3 separate regions of the Sus scrofa genome follow, and all the other regions are linked to region 2. A link is a contact called in public targeted proximity ligation data. All regions are on one chromosome and are shown on one strand. The core of a region is the stretch at or near the end of the contact, and the rest is flanking DNA. Distances in the headings are between cores, read along the strand shown. Region 1 has its middle 12 kb from the start of CYTH4. Region 2 overlaps NCF4 (neutrophil cytosol factor 4). Region 3 overlaps FOXRED2 (FAD dependent oxidoreductase domain containing 2).

Region 1 (3,272 bases), core at 58-2,557, 360 kb before region 2:
CTTAGGTCCCAGGTTGCTGTGGCTGTGGTATAGGCTGGCAGCTGCAGCTCCGATTCGACCCCCAGACTGGGAACTTCCATATGCTCAGGTGCAGCCCTAAAAAGAAAAAAAAAAAGGCAGAAAATAAGGAAATGCAGTTAGCATATAAGTTAATGCACTGGGTTGGTTTGGTTCCCTGCTGCTTCGAAGGGAGGCACAGAGCACAGGCTTGTCCTGCAGCAGGTATTCAGTGCATGCTTCTTGGAAGGAATGAATGTGACACTATCACCAGTGAGGTTCAAGCTGTGTTGTCAAGGCTGTTGTGTGTTTCACCTGCGAGCATCAGCCTCTTGCTGGTGTCAGCCTGTAGTTCAGCGGGTTCTGGCTTTGAACCTCGGTGCCTCCACCTATGGCCGCAGCCTCCTGGACTCAGCATTCTCATCTGTAAAGTGGGGATAGTTCGGAGGGCACGTGAGGATTAGAGGGCGTGGCGGTCAAGTGTCCGGCCTGGAGTGGAGTGGCCTCAGTGGAGCAGCCGTTGGTCCCTTGTCAGTCTCTCCAAGGCTTATGGTTCCAAAGTGTTCCAGGCCCTGGCAGACAGTAAGCCCTTGTTTAGTGTCTGTTTCCTTGGGATTTAGGAAAGATTCTCTTAGGCAGGGGACCCCCCCTAAACCTGGAGGGCCCCCCTGGGAGCCTATTAAGATACAAACGGCAAGATCCTGAGTCCATCCTCTGATGCAGGGACCTGAAATCATTACTTTATTATTTTATTTTATTTTATTTTATTTTATTTTATTTTATTTTATTTTATTTTATTTTATTTTATTTTATTTTATTCTATTTTATTCTATTTTATTTTATTTTTGCTTTTTAGGGCCACACTTGCAGCATATGGAAATTCCCAGGCTAGGGGCAGAATCAGAGCTATAGCTGCCTTCACCACAGCCACAGCAACGCCAGATCCGAGCTGCAGCTGCGATTTACACCAAGCTCACGGCAACGCTGGATCCTTAACCCACTATGAGAGGCCGGAGATCGAACCCTTGTGCTCATGGATACTAGTCGGATTTACTTCCATTGAGCCACAATGGGAACTCCCTGAAATCATTATTTTAAGTCAATTCTCAGAGGCCTGTGACCCCAGCAAGGGAGATATTGTCCCCCTTTCTCTGCAACGGTGTCAGAACATACGTGGGGCTTCAGAGCTCTGGAGTCAGCCTTTAGCAAAGAAGTTGTGACAAGAAATCAAGAAACCACTTCTGTGTTTTCTACTGAAGGCGTGATATCATCCAGCGCTCCTTACATCAGGAACATATGAGAGATTTCCTCCAGCGTGGTATTAGGAAAATGCATCTGACCATGGTACTGGCCTGTTTCCCCTTTTCCAGTAAGGAGAACTGAATAACTTGCCCTGTTTCCCTTTTTACTCCAGCTGCCAGGAAGCTCAGGCAAATCTGAAGCTCAGCTGCAGCATCCTTAGGCATATTTTCTCCCCGTCCTGATTCTTCTACTTCCATATTCTTAGCTTCTCATATATATGGGCGATAGTCTGGGACATACAGATTCTCATTATAAAAGAAAGAAAGGAAAAAAAAAAAAGAGGAAAGGAAGGAAGGGAAGAAGGAAGGAAGATAGAATAAAAATCTCAGGGAGTTCCCATCTGGTGCCATGGAATCTAGTATCCATGAGGATGCAGGTTCGAACCCTGGCCTCGCTCAGTGGGTCAGGGATCTGGCAGTGCCGTGAGCTGTGGTGTAGGTTGCAGTCGCAGCTTCATACCCGCATTGCTGTGGCTGTGACATAAGCCGGCAGCTGTAGCTCCTATTCGAACCCCTAGCCTGGGAACTTCCACATGCCGTGGGTGCGGACCTAAAACGTCAAAACAAAACAAAACAAAACCCCAAAAAACCCTCAGGCAAAATCCAAGTAGAGTGGTCAGGGGAGACCAGACTTAAAGTTTTGGCCACCAGCCTGCTGTGTACCCTTGGGCCACTCACTCACACTCTCTGATTCCTTCCGCCCTCCTGACCACTTCGAGGTCTCCTCTGCAGGCTCCCCTTTCTCTGCATGTCCTGAAATGTTCATTCAACACATACTTATGATGTGCATGTCTGTTCTGCTCTTAACAAACCACCCCCAGCTTCTTAGTGGATCTCAACCACATCTATTTTGCCTGCAAAGCTTCAGTCTAGGCAGGGCTCAATTAGGCAGGGCTCAGTGGGAATAGCTGGTCTCGACTCCACTTGCTGTCAACCGGGGTGGCCCAAGACTGGGCCTGGGACCTCTGCAGGCTCGTTCTCTTGCATCTTTGGTAGCAGGTCTGGGGGCTTGAACCTCTGGACCTTGGCATCTGCCTGTGGCCTCTCCACGTGGCCCCTCCAGCATGGCAGCGACCAGGTAGCCTGCAGCCTAGGAAGCCATGGTACGTGGGCCGAGAGAAAGCCCGGTGGGAACAGCTGACTTTTACAACCTGGCCTCAGAAGTCTCTTAGTGTCACCTCTGTCACAGGGTCCCTTCGTAGGAAGAGCATGTGGGATGGGAGAGGTTGGTGCCGCCACCTTTGGAAAATACCACCTGCTGCTCTTCCTCGGGCCAAACGGCGCGCTGGGCCCTGGGGCCACAGATAGGGTGGCGTGTAGGAGGCCTGGCTTCCTCCAGGGCCTGTCCCCATATCTCTTTCCATATTGCTCAGGACCCACGTCCTCAAAGGGACACTTGCGCCCGCAGCTCCGTTCCGATTCCTGACTGACACCTCCAGTTTCCTACCCGACAGCACCATCGGTGTCTCATCAACTCGGTGGGTCCCCAGCTGGTCCCTCAGGCTTCTCCAGCTCAGCACTTGGCACCCCCCCAGTCATCCAAGTGGGACCCTGGGCATCAGTTTAGTTCCCTTCTTCTTTTTTTTTTTTTGGTTTTTTTTGTCTTGTTTTAATTGTTATTTCCCCAATACTCTTCTTTTTTTATATGTGTGTCTTTTTTTTGGGGGGGGGCACACCTATGGCATATGGAGGGTCTCAGGCTCGGGGATGAATCAGAGCTATGGCTGCTGGCCTACACCACAGCCACAGCAGCTCAGGATCTGAGCCATGTCTTCGACCTACACCACAGCTCATGGCAACAGTGGATCCTTAACCCACTGATCGAGGCCAGGGATTTAGCCCGCAACGTCATGGTTCCTAGTCGGATTTGTTTCCAGTGCGCCACGACGGGAACTCCCTTAGGCCCCTTCTTTTCCCTCCTCCCTGCCTGGACAATCAATGTCCCCTAGAATCTGACATTCCCCACGCCTCTCA
Region 2 (3,560 bases), core at 281-2,780:
CCACTGGGATAGAAGTGAAGAGATGAGAGCGTTGGAGGCTCAGAGATCAGAGGGTAAAGGTTCAGAGGTCAGAGGCGAAGGCTGACGGGTCTCTCTTACAAAGTGGCTGGTGAAGCCTCTCTTCTCCTCGATGTCCGCGATGTTGGCTGAGACGGCAATGTCGTCAGGAAGCTGGGCGAAGTCGCTGAGGGAGGCAGGAGGAGAAGAGAAATCAAATCCTGGTATCACCTCTGCTGTGTTTGGTGGCCCCTGGATATGAGACCCCGTGCCGAGTGAACCAATGTATCTGCAACTTCCCCTTCAACACCCACCTGTGCCAGATCCCGCTACAGACCTGACCTTGAGATCCAAGGCATTTGGAGACAGGGCCACATATCAACAGCCGTATTAGAGTCCAGCAAATCGCTTTGCAACTGTTTTATTCATCCGGAAACAGGGCATCCGGCACCCCTAACATACCAGAGCCTGTTCTAGGCCCTGGGTCACAGGTGTAAAGGAAGTTGACACACGCCTCCCAGGGAGAAGGGCTCATTACGCCCTGGTCGGGGAAACCCTCACAGAGGAGGTGACCTTTGGGCCAGATCTAGATGGACTAAATAGGAGTCCATTAGGTAGGATGGAGGAAGGGCCTTCCGGGCAGAGGGAACAGAATGTGCCAAGGGTCTGAGGCCCAGGTCTAGTGTTGGCTGGAGTCTGTTGTGATCAGAGACTGAATAGGTGGCTGAGGCCAGGCTGAGGAGGGTCTCCAGTGCCGAGCTCAGGAATTTTACAGGCAATAGGGATCCACATAAGTGTTCAGAAGAGAGTGAAAACACAACAGGATCTTGGCTTAAGGAGACCAACTCGGGCAGCTGAGTGGAGAGGAACAGGAGGGCAGAGACTGAAGGGACAGGGCCCCATTGGGAGGCCCTGAAGTGGTCCAGCCGAGAGCTGATGCGGACCCGGGCCAGACAGCGGGGACAGGAGAGGACAGACACAAGGGACATCGCCCTTGGCAGACACTGTTCCATTTTCGTGTGAGCTGCTGCTTCTTGCTAATCAAGCTCCAATTCTTTTCAGGGTGACAAGGTCCAGCCCCGTGGTGACAGATCACTATTGGTCTGAGCCAAACATAATTATCCCATTGCTGTTTCCCAGCCTTCCGTGCAGCTAGGAGCAGCCACGTGACCAGTTCATAAGAGGAACTCTGCCGTAAGACCCTCTGGGACTGTGCTTGCTCTCCTGATCCAGAGGGATGGACAAGGCCATCATGGTCTCCTCCCCCTTTCCCTTCTGCCTCCCTGGAAAGCAGGTGTGACTTCGGACCTGCAGCAGCCATATTGCATCCAGGAGGCATATCATGAGAAGGCTCACAGGACTCTGGGATGCTGGTCTTGAAGTCAGAGAGCCGCAAAACAGCTGTGGCCGACCTCTGGACTTCTTGTTATGTGAAAGCATAAACGCCTGTTTCAGCCACTCTCAGTTCCTCTTCTGTCTGCGGCCTTATGCATTTCTGACAGACACATTACTGATCTGTGAGTCACTCTAGAGTTACGGCCAGTAGGGTTTGGGGACTGTTTGGATGCAGAGGTGAAAGAAAGGGCAGTGTCAAGACTGACACCCACATGTTACCCATATTCTGACCAGGATGGGTGGGAGGGGAGCCCAGCTGAGGGACTCCATTTGGGGATGCTAATTTGAGGGGCCTCTTGGGTACCCAGGCTGAAGTCCAGCAAAAGCAGTGTGTCTCTGGAGTTCAGCAAGGATTGGGGGGGTTGCTCAGCTCGTGGGAGGGTAAGAACCAACCATATGCCCTGTGACTGGTAGTTAAGGACCCCCCCCCAAAGAAGAGCAATCAGAATGAGCAGAGGAGGGGGCTGAGAGGGACACATGCGGGAAGGGAAACTACCAAGGAGATGGGGAAGGCGCAGCTTAGGGGTTGCGGAATCCAGCCGCTTGTGGCCGGATGAGGAAACAAGGAAAGCAAACATGACTTTACTGTTGCAGCAACTGGGAAACAGGGTGGGAGTGGGGGCGGGGCCTGCCACATCTGAACCTCAGCGCCGGCCGTAATATCGATTTCAAAGGCTACACCCCCAGTCCCAGGCCCTGCCAGTCCCCATGTGATCTGGGCTGCCAGGGCTCTTGGGCCACGTCAGGACTCTGGAGGGCTGGCTGAGAGGTGACTCAGGGTGGCAGCGGGCAGGGAGAGGAAAGCCCCATTGCTCCCAGAGCAACTCGGTGGCTTCTGGCAACCTCGCCACTCACTTTCCACACACGGTTCCGGGGTTACACCCTTGGGGGAAGCTTCCTCCTCCACTTTCTCCCCCAAGACTGTGCATTTTAGGGGGATTTCACCTGCAGCTGGCTGGGGATGGGGCAGGAAGGAACCGGAGAGCTAGAAATGGCCCTGAGCGGGGACTCGGGAGGGCTGGGCAATAATAGCTAACTTCAGCTAACGACTTCCTGAGCGCCCCAGCACCAGGTGCCCTTCCGAGAGTGTCATGTTTTTTTCCAGACAAGGAAACGGAGGCTCAGAGAGGTTAACAAACTTGCCCAAAGAAGTCGAGAAGCCAGAATATGGCTCCAGAATTCTAGTCCTGAACACGGCTGCACGGGCCCTGCTTTGAAGCTCCCAACAGCCTGCTGCACGAGGTCAGATATATCCCGGCCCCTCCCAGCCTCGGTCTCCCCATCTGAAATGGCAATGATAATAATGACAGTAATTACATCATAAGAACCCCACACCCCACACCCTACTACAGCTGCTACAGCACCTACTGTAGCTCAGACACTATTCTAAGAACATGAGGACGTGGCCTCCGCTTTCCTGGGTCTCGTGGTCGAGTGGAGGCGTCCGGCAATTGTATAATCTCCATGGTCACAGATGTGGTGAAGAAAAAGCCTCTGATGTTTTGAGCGCCAGCAGGAGCCCGGCCGCTTGACAGTCCCTCATGGAATCGGCTGTGCGTTGGGCAAGAGGGTTTGGCAAGTGGACGCTTCGAACGTGGGGCAACGTTTATCAGAGAGAGAAGCGGGGCTGCTGTGTATACAGAGGGGCAAGGCTCCCTCAGACCGAGGCTGGTCAGGGAGGGCTTCCCAGAAGAAGGGGTGCCAGGTGGTCCGTGGGTGAAGCAATTAAGAGTTGGCCTCAGGACAGGGGGCAAGGGAGAGAGGCCAGTGCAAAGGCCCCAGCCAGGCAAGAAGGAGGAAGTTACAAGGGATTCCCACGAGAGCGGGACCCCCGTTCCCTGCGGCATCCCCAGCGCCCAGAACAGTTCTGGCACAATGTAGGAGCCCAACCTAAGGCTGCTCCCTCAGTCTGCAGTCCAGCAAGTGGGTGGGCCGTGCTGTGGGCCGCATGGGGAGAGCCTGGCTGCCTGCGGGGAGGCGGGGGTGCTGAGCCAGGGGACACACAGGCTGGTGGGCCGGCTCTGGGCCTCCTGCCTCTGACCCACGTGCCTTGAGAAAGAGGAAGTGCTCCCAGCCTCAAGCAGCAGCTGTTTCCTGAAGGTTCAGGTGTGTGTGCGGGGTCCAGCGTCCACCGAGTTGGGTGGAAGTGGATGGGACAACCTCACCCC
Region 3 (3,587 bases), core at 320-2,819, 360 kb after region 2:
TGCCAGAGCCACAGCAATGCAGGATCCGAGCCGCGTCTGCAACCTACACCACAGCTCACGGCAACGCCGGATCCTTAACCCACTGAACAAGGCTAGGATCGAATCCGAGACCTCATGGTTCCTAGTCGGATTCGTTAACCACTGAGCCACGACGGGAACGCCTGAACAGTGATTGTTTATCAGGCACTATTCATATCAAACCGGGCTTGAGGTGGTGAGTCCTTGGCCTGTAGGTCAGAGAGCTAGTGTCCTTTCATCCCTCAGTCCACTTTGAAACAAAAATGTATATATGAGGGAGATGCCTTAAAACAATAGTTTGAGTCCTCTTTTGGTGCAGCAGGTTAAGGATCTGGCGTTGTCACTGCAGCAGCTTGGGTCACTGCTCTGGTGAGGGTTCAATCCTTGGCCCAGGAACTTCCATATGCCGTGGGCACAGCCAAAAAAAAAACCCACCAAAAAACCAATAGTTTTAAGGTAATAGGCTAAATGTATGTAGATGCGCACACAGAGGAAATTCATAGAGCAGAGCTAAGCAGCTTTGAGGTACATTCTGCAGATATCCACTCTGACCCTACACTTAGACGTGAAACTCCACGTTGTAGGTCTGAAGACCTCAGCTATGAAACCCCTGCCTGTTTGTCAAGGTTTCAAGGGTGCATAGAGATGCGAGAGCCTGTTAGGGAATGTTTTCCTTCCCTGAGTTAGGGATCCCATAACTACATCATCACAGCTCTTTAGCCTCCTGGCTCCCACGCCCTAAATATCCCCAGCAGTACAAGCCACTAAGTGTCACTGCCTTGAACTTGCAAGAATCCTCCCACAAAGGGCCAGCTGGCAGACGGTGGGCTTCCCTTCACCTCCTTGGCAGGTGTGCAGTTGCTAGTTCTGGCCAGAACTGCTGGGCTTCTCTGCCCTGCAGAAGGGGTGGCATGCGTCATAGGAGGGCTGCTTACCCAGAGGCCACCTCACTGCCCCTCCTCTGTTCTCTCCCACACCTGCTGTCTTCCCAGTTCAGAGGGGGTGGTCACAGCCCATTCTGCCAGGGGCCCTCTGTGCTGTAAGAGGTAAATTTGGAAATAAATTCGTGTATCACAGCCTGTTCACTTACATGAGCCTTGCAACATCCTCTGTAAGGTACCCTGGTCACTGAGAAAAAGACTCCAGTTGGCTTTCAGACACGACATCTTCCCATCCAGTCTCTAAATCCCTCAGAAGGCTGAGCCCATATCAGTTTCATCCCTTCTGCTTTTTTTTTTTTTTTTTTTTTTTTTTTTTTTGTCTTTTTGCTATTTCTTGGACCGCACCCACGGCATATGGAGGTTCCCAGGCTAGGGGTCTAATCGGAGCTGTAGTCTTTGGCCTACGTCAGAGCCACAGCAACGTGGGATCCGAGCCCCGTCTGCAACCTACACCACAGCTCACGGCAACGCCGGATCATTAACCCACTGAGCAAGGGCAGGGACCGAACCCGCAACCTCATGGTTCCTAGTTGGATTGTTAACCACTGCGCCACGATGGGAACTCCCCTTCTGCTTTTTAAATCAAAAGTTGTGTAAATACTTCGCCAAAAGGCTTTTCCCCACTTCCTTTTCCATCCCCTAGAAAGAACGACTTCTAGCTCTTCTGGTTGTCTTGTCTTGTCTTGTCTTGTCTTGTCTTGTCTTGTCTTGTCTTGTCCTTCCTTCCTTCCTTCCTTCCTTCCTTCCTTCCTTCCTTCCTTCCTTCCTTCCTCTCTCTCTCTCTCTCTCTCTCTCTCTCTCTCTCTCTCTCTCTCTCTCTCGCTGCACCCATGGCAATGCCGGATCCTTAACCACTACACCACAAGGGAACTTCCACGTATTTCTAAATGATACATATCCACAGCTCTTTCGTCATTAATCAGATTAACCTGCACACCAACTTCCTGCTGTGGCAAAGATGAGGGTTTACCGGTTTTATCTTTACATTCTCTGCAGTATTTACTTATTTATTTATTTTTATGGCCGCACCTGCAGCACATGGAAATTTTCCAGGCTAGGGGTCCAATCAGAGCTGCAGCTGTCAGCCTACACCACAGCCATGGCAACACTGGATCTAAGCCACATCTGGGACCTACACCACAGCTTGCAGAAGGGCTGGATTCTTTTTTTTTTTTTTTTTCCTTTTCTTTTCTTTCAGAGCCACACCCATGGCATATGGAGGTTCCCAGGCTAGGGATCGAATCAGAGCTACAGCTGCCGGCCTACCCCACAGCCATAGCAATGCCAGATCCAAGCCACGTCTGTGACCTACACCACAGCTCATGGCAATGCCGGATCCTTAACCCACTGAGCGAGGCCAGGGATTGAACCTGCGTCCTCTTGGATGCTAGTCAGATTCATTTCTGCTGAATCACGATGGAATTCCATCAGTGCTGGATTCTTAACCCACGTAGGGCTCAAACCTGCATCCTCACAGATGGCTACATCCTCATGGATTCATTTCCACTGAGCCGCAACGGGAACTCCTCTACTTTGCTTGGAAGTGCTTTACACTCGGTATTTGCAACTCAGATATTGCTCTGCAGGGAACTCTGAGCTCAGAGCAGGGCAGACCATGAGTTCCCCACCCACGGGGCCAGCTTCCACAAGAGAAAGCTGAGGGGCAGCCCCTGAGTGCCTGAGCTCCCACCGCAGCTGGCTCTTCACACAGCATCATGCGAGGTCCCCATCTCTGGATGCTGATCTGCCTCTTTGGTTTGCTTTCCTTTGGAGCCTTGTTGTTCCAAAATGTGGAGGCAGCCTCCTATTCTTGAAACCTCAGGAAGGGACGAAATCCACAGCTACCCAAGTCAGATGGGAGCTACCCAGCAAAGTCAGCTTCCAGGCTCAAGAGAGGGAAGGTACCAGGTGAGGCCCCCAGAGCATCATCAGTCCCTCCCCCGCCCCCTCCCCACACCTCTCAGCCCTTCTCCTTTTGCTTTTGTGTAGAGTCCTGCTTCCTGTTTGCCCTAACTCGCCAGAAGCTGCCGCCCTTCTGCCAGCAGGGGTACCTGAGAACACAGGGCCTGGTGGGGACCGAGAGCCTGCGACGGCACGGAGTGGAGAGCGGGCTCCTGCAGGACTATGCCGCTGAGGGCTGGCCCTGGCAGGACAGCAGCCAGCAGCCTGATGACCATGGGCCGGGAGGCTACACTCTGGCTCCAGGGCCTCCAGTCCAGGCCTTGGACAGCAACAAGGAGGAGCTCTGACGGCCAGGCTTCTCCCACCCAGGCCCACGGTCAGCCCTCCCCTTTCCTCAAGGTTCCACGCTCCCACCGACACGATTGCCAAAGACCACTCCGTCATCGCAGTGACCACAGCAAAGCCACACGGAGGACACGTAAGGACTGAGCGATGGCCATGCGGTAATCTCCCCTCCTGTGGTCCAGAGAAGGCGTCTTCTACCAGAAGGAAGGGAGCCGCCTGCCCTGCCAGACTACTTGTCTAAAAATACACGGGCCCGGAGCACCAGGCCGGCCTCGGTTCCGTCCCCATCGAGTGTCCAGAGATTGCTTTTCCTTCCAGTCTGCTCTCCAGGGCAGCCAGGATCCTGCCTGCCCCTGGAGTGTTTTAACAAGTGGAGCCCAG

The links.
Region 1: a contact with region 2 is called in a targeted proximity ligation map of alveolar macrophages. A contact is called at or near these places in 1 of 47 Hi-C or Micro-C datasets (retroperitoneal adipose tissue) and 1 of 2 datasets of targeted methods (alveolar macrophages).
Region 3: a targeted proximity ligation map of alveolar macrophages shows a contact between it and region 2. A contact is called at or near these places in 1 of 47 Hi-C or Micro-C datasets (embryonic fibroblasts) and 1 of 2 datasets of targeted methods (alveolar macrophages).

What each region holds. Positions count from the first base shown.
Region 1 is chr5:10,531,739-10,535,010 of Sscrofa11.1, forward strand. No RefSeq gene overlaps it. Among named protein-coding and RNA genes, the nearest start is that of CYTH4, 12 kb to the left of the region's middle.
Region 2 is chr5:10,892,756-10,896,315 of Sscrofa11.1, forward strand. It overlaps NCF4 (neutrophil cytosol factor 4), which reads right to left. Exons shown (of 12, transcript XM_021091535.1): 4 at 100-184. Among named protein-coding and RNA genes, the nearest start is that of CSF2RB, 54 kb to the left of the region's middle.
Region 3 is chr5:11,247,867-11,251,453 of Sscrofa11.1, forward strand. FOXRED2 (FAD dependent oxidoreductase domain containing 2) reads left to right here. Exons shown (of 8, transcript NM_001244741.1): 8 at 2,949-3,208. The coding sequence ends at 3,208. Among named protein-coding and RNA genes, the nearest start is that of TXN2, 15 kb to the right of the region's middle.